Regions from separate parts of the Macaca mulatta genome. Here region 1 is linked to region 2. A link is a contact called in public Micro-C data. All regions are on one chromosome and are shown on one strand. Each heading gives the region's core, a stretch centred on a gene start, on an enhancer-like site or on the middle of the called end of the contact. The rest is flanking DNA. Distances are from core to core; before and after follow the strand shown. Region 1 holds the start of SNX22 (sorting nexin 22). Region 2 holds the start of SNX1 (sorting nexin 1).

Region 1 (5,406 bases), core at 2,093-4,592, 56 kb before region 2:
TATTTATTTATTTTTTGAGACGGAGTTTCGCTCTTGTCCAGGCTGGAGTGCAGTGGCGCAATCTCGGCTCACCACGACTTCTGCCTGCCGGGTTCAAGCGATTCTCCTGCCTCAGCCTCCTGAGTAGCTGGGATTATAGGCATGCACCACCACAATGCCTGGCTAATCTTGTATTTTTAGTAGAGACGGGGTTTCTCCATGGTGGTCAGGCTGGTCTCGAACTCCTGACCTCAGGTGATCCACCCACCTTGGCCCCCAAAGTGCTGGGATTACCGGCGTGAGCCACCGCGCCTGGCTGACTTCTTCCTTTATTACTTACCTTCTTGACCCTGCCTTGGTTCTTGGGCTCTAAGAGCATGCAGATTCTACTACCTCCAGCTACCAATGCAAGCCAAGTTCTGAGCCTTGAGTGGGAATGTAGCACAACTGGACACTGGGTAGTTAAGTCCTGGGTCCAGGCCAAGGGAGGACCTAGCCTTATATGGAGTTCATAGGACAGAGGCACATGACTTTCTTAGGCGGCAGCCAAAGGCCTCTGGACTGATCAGGGCATCGGTGGCAGAGGAGCAGGGTGACAGGCCGCCTTTGGCTGGGCTTTATCTGGGCTGATGCTGAAGCTGTAGAGGCCCTGGAGCACACCATTCACCACCACATTGGGCAGCAGCTCTGTGGGATAGAATTAAACAGGTCTGGCCTCAGGCCTGCAGCTCCTTGAGCTCCTGCTCATGGGCTCAGCCCCCACTTGGGTGTAGGAGCCCTTGCCAAGGTAGCAGACAGCAGCTGTCCACCCCAAATGAAGCCTCAGCATTCCCAGGTCACATTCTGTTCATATCAGCTTGGTAAAGAAGTCAGGTTGCTGAGGAAATGGACACCAGGGAAGCCAAACTTGTTTTCCTTGTGTCTACAAAGCAGGCTCCAGGGAACAGGAGCAGGAGGTAGTGGCTCCAGAGGTGGGCAGCAGGAAGGTGATGCTGCCTGACGGTCCCAGGAGCTGAGAAATGCCAAGCCCAATACCCTACCCCTGTAGCCCGGTATCTAGGCACCTCCTCACCTGGGGAGGGGGTGCAAACATAGGGATCCATATGGAAGCTCAGGACAGGCCGCTGGTGCTGCTGGGAGCTGGGAGGAAAGAGGGTCATAAACCATGGGTGCAGGAGGCAGGGCAGAATCCCACAGAGGGGTGGAGACGGGGCTGAGATCACCAGGGACCCATGAAGGAAAACATGAGTGGGAAATGGGCTCAGGAGGCACCAAAGGGAAAACAGACTTCAGGGCCCAGGCCAGACAGGCCCAGGGAGCAGGCCCGCCTCCTAGCATATGGCCACTAGGGGGCGGCAGGGGCCAGGCGCGGGCTAGGGCTTTGACTTGCCTGCTCTCGCCAGGCAGGAACTCCCCCAGGGCGCTGAAGAGAAGAGAAACACTGTAAGCTGCCTGGGGATGCCAGGGGAGCGTGAGGAAGGGGTGGAGACACCAGAGCCCAGAACTGCGCCTCCCAGGGGACCACTGCTTCTATTTGTAACAAGCCCCAGTTCCGGAGGTGGCTGGGGTAACCAAGGCTGTCCAAAGAAAAGCCTCTCCACCCAGGTCAAGAAGGCTGGTGACGGTGGTCATGTCAAGCTGGATCCCGGCAGATGTGAGACGAAAGGGCTTGCCCTCCAACACCTTTCCTCACCTGTTCACTGCCGACAGCCCCTGGCCCCCGCCACCGGCCCCCCTTACCCCCAGTTGCTAGCCTTGGGATCTGTGGGGAAGTGCCGAAGTCTCAGGAATTCCAGTAACTCCTTGGGCACCTCCTGGTTCAGGTACAGGATGCCCTGGAGACGACAGAGGAGACTTGCAATCGGACCCAGCTACTAATTTGCATAGCACAGTGCCAATGAAAACGCAGGGCTCTTTGTTCCAAAAAAAGAATTTCAAGACAATTGAACCAGGCTCAGGGCCCTTCTGAGCGCTGGGCCCTGTGTGCACAGGTTGTACCCCATGATGTGGCATAACTTCGCTGTTGGGGGAAGGACCCTCACCCTACATCCCATCAGGAGGGCAGCACAGGACCTCACTCTGGAGGGGACAGGACCTGGCTTTCATGGAGCTGGGACTACCTGTGTCCATTACCTCATTCAGTCCTTTCAACAGTCCAGAGGTGGGTGTTTGGACTTATATTACTCTTCAGAAGATTGATGCTTGAGGTGGTGAATAACAACCCCAAGTCGTGGGTTCACTCCCTGCCATGCCCTCACACCTCTCTGTCTGGGCCACACCCCTGGCACAGCAGGCTGGGGGGCAACCAAGTGTGCCCTCGCATACCTGGATGTAGGCCTCCAAGCCCTGCCGGCGCTGTTCCAACCCTCTGGTCCTCCAGTTGGGCAGGCGTTTCGAGGGGAAGTCGGGCACTTTGTACAGCTTCTTGATCTACTGGAGGTTTACCGCGTGCAATCACAGCATCCCGACTGAGCCCTCAAGCCCTCTTCGCCCGAGCCGGAAACCCTCCCGCGCCCCCGCCTTCGGACTGTACCCTGGGACAGACCCTGGTGAGTGGTGGACAGGCGGAGGGCGAGGAAGGCTCCAACCCACCCACAGACGCCCGGGGGCTGACCGGCCTCGCAGGGACTGAGGCAGTAATAGGGGTGGCGGAGGCTGGGGCTGGAGCTCGCCCGCCGGCCTCACAGGGCCTGGGCAGGGGCTGGACGGAGGCTGGGCCGGGGCCGGGGCCGGGGCCGGGGCCGGGGCCGGGGCCGGTGGGAGGTCGGCGTCGCCTCACCCGCTTGTGCAGCGCGTGGAACTCGCTGTAGCGCCTCGGCACCGTGTGTCTGCGCCCGCTGCACAGCACCTCCACTTGGAACACCTGGCGGCGCGGGCGGGCAGCGGGGGTACGCGTGAGGCCCCGCGGGAGGACACAGCAGAACCTGCGCCCGGCGACGCGCCCACCCTCCCGCGCTCAAAGGCACAAAGCGGCCTTGCGGCACCGCGGCTCCTCGGGGACGCTTCGCTCCCGCACACCTGGAAGAACGGGCTGGCGGACCCTCCCCTCGGCGCCCTGGGGTCCCTCAAGAGCTCGAACCACGGCCCGCGAGGCTGGCAAATCCAAGCGGCCCCCAAACCCTCGACAAGGTTTCCCCCGACGGTCCAGCCCGCAGCGTTTGTTCACCTGGGCCCGGGCTCCGGGTCCCCACTGAGTGCAGCGCGGGCAAATCCTGCGGGTACCGGCGCCCCTCCCCATCCAGGGGCCGCGCTCACCATGTGGCCTTTCTCCGGGCTCTGCCTGGGCCCCTCGGCCTCAGGCCCCACCGACGGGATGTGAACTTCCAGCATCCGCGCCCCGGCCCCGGCCGCTCCGCGCGCTCGGCTCGGAGCCCTAACTCTCCGGGAGCTGACGGAGGACCCCGGCGCGGCCGGCCCCGCCCCCTCGGCCCGCAGGCCCCGCCCCCAGGCGACCCCGCCCCGGGCGTTCCCTTGCGCGGCGGGTCCTGAGCCTAGAAGATTAAGCGGGACCCGGACGCCGCCCCCGAGGTCTAGTGCGCCCGCAGCGCGGGGCAATGGAGTCACCCGTTTGTCAAACATTGACGGAGCCCTCACTGATGCCAGGAACTGGGGAGCAAAAATGTCACCCATCCTGAGTTAAGCGCCTGCTATGAACTAAGGACCGGCCTGTGGCTCCTGGCGTGGCCGGAGGCGGGACCCGGGCCTCAGCGCCGGTCCTGGGGCCAACCAGGGACCTGTATTGTGTTCCTCAGTCCCTTCCCAAGCCTTTCCTTCCTTTAAGCCTGCTCCCTGGGATTGTGATATGGAGTCCCCGGCTGAGGCCACACCTGAGCAAGGCTTGAACCCAATCCAGCTTTGATGCCCCCTTCTCCAGCATCCACAGCACACCCCCACGCCCCCCAACACACACATTCATTCATTGTTTTCATCCATCCATTCACTCCTATTTTCCAACCCTAAGGGTCTCCAGGCTGTTTGTGGGGAAGAGGCAGTTTAGGGACCTAAGCTCCGATTTGGGGGTCAGAAAGCCTGGATTTCAGGAGCTCTGTAGACCTTTGCTCATCTGCAAAATAGGGATAACGTGACTCCTTCAGGCGAGTGTATAAAGTGAGATGATTTGGCGGGGCACGGTGGCTCACGCCTGTAATGCCAGCACTTTGGGAGGCCAAGGCAGGCGGATCACCTGAGGTCAGGAGTTCGAGACCAGCCTGACCAACATGGTGAAACCGTGTCTCTACTAAAAATACAAAAATCAGCCGGGTGTGGTGGCACATGCCTGTAATCCCAGCTACTCAGGAGGCTGAGGCGGGAGAATCGCTTGAACCTGAGAGGCAGAGGCTGCAGTGAGACGAGATCAAGCCATTGCACTCCAGACTGGGCGACAGCAAGACTCTGTCTAAAAAAAAGTGAGATGATTTGTGTTAGGCCCTTAACAGAAGCATTGAGTAGCAGCTTGACTGTGGGCTTGTGCTGGATGACTAGGATTAGTGGGCACAGGGCAGTGGATGGGAAGAGGACTCTGGGGGTTGGCACCGGGTTGCTCTTGTCCACCCCTCTGGGCAGGTTCTTCCTGGATATGTGACAGGATTTTGATCCAGAACTCTTTTCAGGCCATGTGCTGGAAAGGGCCTCTGTTCCCACCTCTCAGCCCTGCGCCCTCCAGCTGTCCGGAGAGTTATCATCAGCAGCAGCATGGCAGGTCTTCTACTCCACTGACTTCCCCTACAAAGGCCCGGTGACATGCGAAGAGGGGAGGCCCTGCCTTCCAAAGCTCATACGTAGTGGGAGGTCTTGCGGTGGGCAGGAGGAAGCAGAGTGCCTGTCTTCGGGGCTGGGGTTGAGGGGACTCACCCCTCCCCTGCTCCTGCAGAGATGCCTCTGAGCTGGAGCAAAAACCTCCATCCCCAGCCCTGTCCCCAGAAAAGGGCTGAGATGACGACCCCAAAATGGGGCAAACAGATCTCACCAATACCATGTACCACACTCTCTTTTTCCAAATTGCATCACACAAGGACCACAGAATCAGGAAGCTGAAACTTCCCAGATTCTAGTGGGGTCCTCTAGAAGAAAAGCAGCCCAGAGTGAGGAGAAGTGCTATGCTTTCATTTCCTCCCTAGGGCCCCATCATTCAGGGACCCAGCTTTCCCTGGCCTACAGGGCCTCCCCAACTGCCGCTGTCCAGAGAGGCCTCTCCTGGGATCCTCAGATTTCTTGGTCCCCATCCTAATGACTGTCTGCCCCTCTGTCTCTGGGTCTCCATTTTTTCCTGCCTTCATCCCCAATAGAACGTCCATTCTCTACCCTACAGCACAAACTGTTATCAAGGCATGTGCTTAAAACCTTCCAATGTTTCCCACTGCACTTAGAATAAAACCCACTCTCCCTATGCAATCCACAAAGCTGTAAACCACCCAGCCCAGTCTCCAT
Region 2 (5,131 bases), core at 523-3,022:
AAGCATCCAAATAGATAAATTCACAGACCCAGCAATGAATTTTACAGCCTGGAACAACCTATACCAAGTGGTATGAGTAAATATTCTCATCAAACAGTCCAAAACATCTCCACTGGTTCCAATAACTGATTACTGATTTCCACATCACAAAGATTAGTTTTTTCCAATACCTAACTCTTATTAGAGACCCGGATATTTATTATTGAGGCAGAAGAATAGGGTCAGCAGGCAGGGAACTTAAGGGCAATTCATGCTGAATCAAGGAAAAACACCAAGGTTTGGGGGCAGGGAATCTGAGGTCAATTTATGTTAACTTTCTAAAAGAGAAAACACCAAGGTCTGGGGGCAAGGAATCTAAGGCCAATTCGTGCTGACTTCCCAAAGCTGAATTCCCAAAAGGAACCCCCTGGGTCTAGGGGCAGGGAACCTAGGGCCAATTAAGGCCAACTTCCTAAAGCTAAACCAAAAGGAAAAACCCCATCTCCCCACGCTGGAGTGGCAAAGGATCAAAGGCTACTATCCCTGCAACCCTCCCCTTCCACATCTCAGATGGAAAGGGAGAGTGCCTTAGACTGGCCACAGGCCAAGCAGGGACCATCGTTCATCTGTACAGGACGCCAATTCACCTCGGCCTTTAGCCACAGACCAAATCCTTCATCCAGCTAAGGGGTAACCCATAGGAACCACAAAAGGAGCACTCAAAACCCAGAAAACTTTGTAAGTGGGCTCTTGAGCCCCCTGCTCCGGGCCACTCCCACCCTGTGGGGTGCTTTCTTGCTTTAATAAATTCCTGCTTTCGCTGCTTCGTTTGTGTTTCATTCCTCTGTTATTTTGTGCGTTTTGTCCAATTATTTGTTCAAAATGCCAAGAACCTCGACAACTTACACTCAAGGGCCTCCTACCGGCAACATTACGGGAAACACCATTTCCTCCTCACATTTCAGATTTGCTTCCAGTGAGGTAGGTACTTGGGCACTTGAACGCATCCCTTTAAAAAGGAGAAAGCTTTCTGATCTATGTAGTGATTTATCTGGCAGTGCCTTCTCTCCACCAGCCTCTAGCCTTATTTTCCTGAAGATCAGATGAATCAACATAACTTTTGTAAACTAAGATCCAGAAAGGGCCTTTGGTTATTATCAGTAAATGCTGCGCTAAAGAAAGAATTGGTGGGCGGGTCACCACCCCAGGCTACTCCACACAACGCTATTCATCTTAGAAGCAATAAGACCGGGGAAAGGTTTGCATCCCATTTGCTTATTCGGTCCTACTAAATCAGCCTTGGCAGGACACGACCTGCAAAATAACCCCGTGGATCCGTGGAGTCACCATACTGCAGGGTCAAAGGACGGCGTCGGCGGCTCTCCGCTGTTGGGGACCTAGCCGCGGAAGGCACCACAACCCTTATTCTTTACTCTTCCCGCCTGGGGGCCGGGAAGCCAAGCCTACCGCTCTGAGCACATCCAGGGTCCCCGGGCCCGGACTGCTGACACCGAGGCAAGGTCTCACCAGGCCCACTCTGCCCAACCTCCCCGATTCTCGCTTAGCCTCTCTTCCCTTTCGGGGTGCCCTCCCGCCTGCTACCCCGAGGGATGCGAACTCACGACCACCGCGGCGCCGGTGAAAATGTCCTCCCCCTCGGTGTCGCTGTCCCCAGCCTCGGGTTCTGACCCCCCGGCCGCCCCCTCGGACTCCGGCTCCAGGCCGGGGAAAGGCGGAGGGAGTCTCTCCGAAGCGCTACAGCCACCACCACCCGACGCCATCTTCCTCCACCCGCGGCGGAAGCCGCAACAACAACTTTATCGAGAGATAGCGCCGTGAGCAAAGCGATCCAACGGTGCGAGGAGTGGGAGGGCCGCAAGGGACCCGTGGGATCCAAGGGGCGGAGGCGCAGGGGCGGGGCCTAGGCGCCGGGGGCGGGGCGGCACCCGGCCAGCTGAGGCTGCCCGGCAAATCCGAGGCCTGGATCGCGATGCTGAGATATTAATGAGTGGGGCCCAAGGGGCAGAAAAGTAGGAGTTAGGGGCTGCTCTGGTTCCTAGGGCCCTTTGTGCTCTGGATAGCTTTATCCAACAGGCTTCTAAGAGTTCGTCTGAATGAAGGAGTGTAACTAAAATGTTTGAAAACCTCTACATGCCATCTACCCATGCCAAGCACAATGCCCTCACAGAAGTCAGCACGAATTGGCCTTAGATTCCTCGCCCCCAAAAATAAATATTTCGATTGAGGTATCTGAACAAGACTGGAAGAAAGCTTCACCACTTATTCCTTGAGCAACATTCAGTTAATTCATTAAGAAATACAGATATTGAGCATCTACTGTATGCCTGGCATCTTGCTATGAGTTTCAGATACAGAAATAAGGAAGGTATTTATTTAATCGACAGTTCAACATGTTCAATGCTATGGTGTGCTGTGGGAGCACAGGGAAAGAGATTATCAATTCTACTTGGAGAAGTCGGGAGGCCTCACAGAGGAAGTTAGACCTCAGTGTCCTAGATTTGGCTGGAAAAATGTTAGGATTATCCTCTCAATTGCTGTGGAGTAAGTGGAGTGGCATAGACAGCAGGGAAATTATTAAACCCTGATCAAAATTTCCCTGGGACCTAAGCAATTCATTGTCTGGTGATCCTAAAGCCTACATTAACGAGACAAACAGGACTGGAGTTTAAAGATAAATGGGCATGTTAGCATGGGACAATTCTGCAAGATAATCCTGTCTTCTCAATAGAGATGACATTTGTCACCATCTTTGACTAGAAGTTTAGTTAGTTTGGTTGTAACTGCAAATTCAGGGATGGACTCCCTCACAGGTCATGTGAGCTGTTTGAAGGCAGGGGCAGCGTTTTATCTTTGTATCTTCCATGCCTATGGATCACCTATAGCAAATTAGTACCTATAAATTTAATCGGAGGGATGGATGGATAAAATAAAATCGATTTTGTTACTGGTATCCATTACACTCACGAACACCAGAGGGCTTAAGATACACTTTTTTTTTTTTTTTCTTCGAGAGAAGTCTCGCTTTTCTCCCCCAGGCTTGAGTGCAATGGCTCGATCTCTGCTCACTGCAACCTCCGCCTCCCGAGTTCAAACGATTCTCCTGCCTCTGCCTTCCAAGTAGCTGGGATTAAGGTCCCTGCCACCACGCCTGGCTAATTTTTGTATTTCTTAGTAGAGACGGGGTTTGCCCATGTTGGCCAGGCTGGTCTCGAACTCCTGGCCTCAGGTGATCCGCCCGCCTCGGCCTCCCAAAGTGCTGGGATTACAGGCGTGAGCCACCGGGCCGGGCCAAGATACACTTTTAAGGATGACGATCTCCATTATGTCACCACTGTACACATTAGACACAGGAAAAGTTCTCCTGTTCTAAGTTGTCTTTGGAGGCCATTAGAAGAAATATTCGTTCAAAGGTGGGAAGCTGTGCTGGGCTGGACTGAGTTCCTTAGGAGACGAGAAAGCCAAAAAGCCTTCCCCACGCCATGCCTGACGACCTTACTGGCTTCCCCTGACGTCCCTTTTCACAGCAACTGAAACCCACTTCCTGTCCGATCAGGAAGTAAGAAAGATTTTGCCTGTTAGCGGCTCCCGCGGAGAAATAACTGTAAAGAGTCTCCGTGCTGGAAACCTCCTCCAACACTAGAACTCAAGATCTCCTTTCCCCTACCTCTTCGGGATTCATCTTTAACTTATCACGGATACTGAGTGAGATAGTCGCGGTTAACAGACCGTTACATCCACGTCTACCCGGCAGACACTACAAGACCCAGAATACAGTTCACTGCCTTCCGAAGAAAATAGCTCACGCATCCCAGCATGCAATGCGCTAACGAGGCCGCGAAGATTGTTTTTGTCCCGCCGAAACCGAGCAAAGCACGCTGGAACTTGTAGTCCTTGAGGCCCCTTCCTTAGGTCCTTCAAGCTACTCCGTCCGGCCCCGCCTATTCTCTGCTCTCCTGAACCTTTAGGCTCATCTCGGCCCATTTGAAGACCAGGAAGTTGATCAATCCCGAGGCTGCTGAGAGACGGTGGCGCGAGTGGGACAGTCGCCAGGGATGGCTGAGCGTGAGGATGCAGCGGGTGTCCGGGCTGCTCTCCTGGACGCTGAGCAGAGTCCTGTGGCTCTCGGGCCTCTCTGAGCCGGGAGCTGCCCGGCAGCCCCGGATCATGGAAGAGAAAGCGCTAGAGGTTTATGGTAATTAATTTTACCCGGCTCAGCATTTGGCGTTATAGGTGCAGGCCAGAGCTGAGGGGTGCGGGGATGATGGCCTCACCTGAGGGCTGGGAGGGGAGACCAGTTTTTTTTTTTTTTTTTCTGGCCAGCTCTTGTCCGGGGCGTAGCAGGCACTTTCTTCGGGGTCCTAAGTCACGTGGGAGTGTGGGTCTTTCTGGGAACTGGACTCTGAAAGTAAACCTGGGGCAAGCCGACTCCGGAGGTCTTAAGAGCTTCATTCTCCACGTGTGGCCTACGTCTTAGTGACCATTCCAAGACTTGTGGGAAGAGCACAAGTCTAGGGTGCTTGGTTAGGAAGCAAAACTGGCCTGATTGCACTACTAGAGCCTCGTTCTCTGGCTCCTGGACACACACTTTTGCTACCGCTGAGGGCACTTATAGGTGACAGTCGAGTTGGGGACTGGCCCAAGGTCACAGCCTCTCTCTCCGGCAAAGTCAGTAAGCAGAGGTCCCCGAAAGAAGAGAACGAGATTGGCTTCTTGTAGCGAGGCCTTGTATACACACACATCACACACATACACACTCTTACATATTGTATATTAAATATTTTCTGTTTAACCCTTGAGGCCATTTTTATTGTACAAACAAGGAAACGAAGGTTTAAAGAACTACCTGGAGGTCACACTGCCAGTAAGGAGCAGCGCAAAAAAGCGAAGACTGTGCCTTCTGGCTCTAAACTTAATGCACTTTCCACCATTTCACGATTGACTTACAACTGTTTTTTGTTTTTTAAATTATGTTGTATTGTTTTTGAAAACCGAAAAGACTGGATATAATATTGAGAGATCTAAACATAGAATACAAATATCATTCAAGTAAGGATTATAGGCCAGTGGAAGGACGCCAGGGTTAGGGAATACTTTGGGAGCTAATCTGGTTGACCTCTCTTAATGGAGGCAG

Evidence for each region. A called contact is a pair of places that touch in the nucleus more often than the background predicts.
Region 1: a Micro-C map of CD4 T cells shows a contact between it and region 2, with 9 times the contacts expected there. The contact joins the promoter of SNX22 here to the promoter of SNX1 in region 2. A contact is called at or near these places in 6 of 14 Hi-C or Micro-C datasets (CD4 T cells, blood, cortical neurons and 3 more).

Annotation. Positions count from the first base shown.
Region 1 is chr7:41,495,979-41,501,384 of T2T-MMU8v2.0, reverse strand. SNX22 (sorting nexin 22) reads right to left here and starts at 3,342. Exons shown (of 7, transcript NM_001257708.1): 1 at 3,235-3,342; 2 at 2,759-2,842; 3 at 2,305-2,409; 4 at 1,720-1,814; 5 at 1,370-1,402; 6 at 1,052-1,119; 7 at 231-666. The coding sequence starts at 3,309. The coding sequence ends at 545.
Region 2 is chr7:41,438,947-41,444,077 of T2T-MMU8v2.0, reverse strand. It overlaps SNX1 (sorting nexin 1), which reads right to left and starts at 1,772. Exons shown (of 15, transcript NM_001266850.1): 1 at 1,602-1,772. The coding sequence starts at 1,760. CIAO2A (cytosolic iron-sulfur assembly component 2A) reads left to right here and starts at 3,885. Exons shown (of 5, transcript XM_015142449.3): 1 at 3,885-4,192. The coding sequence starts at 4,069.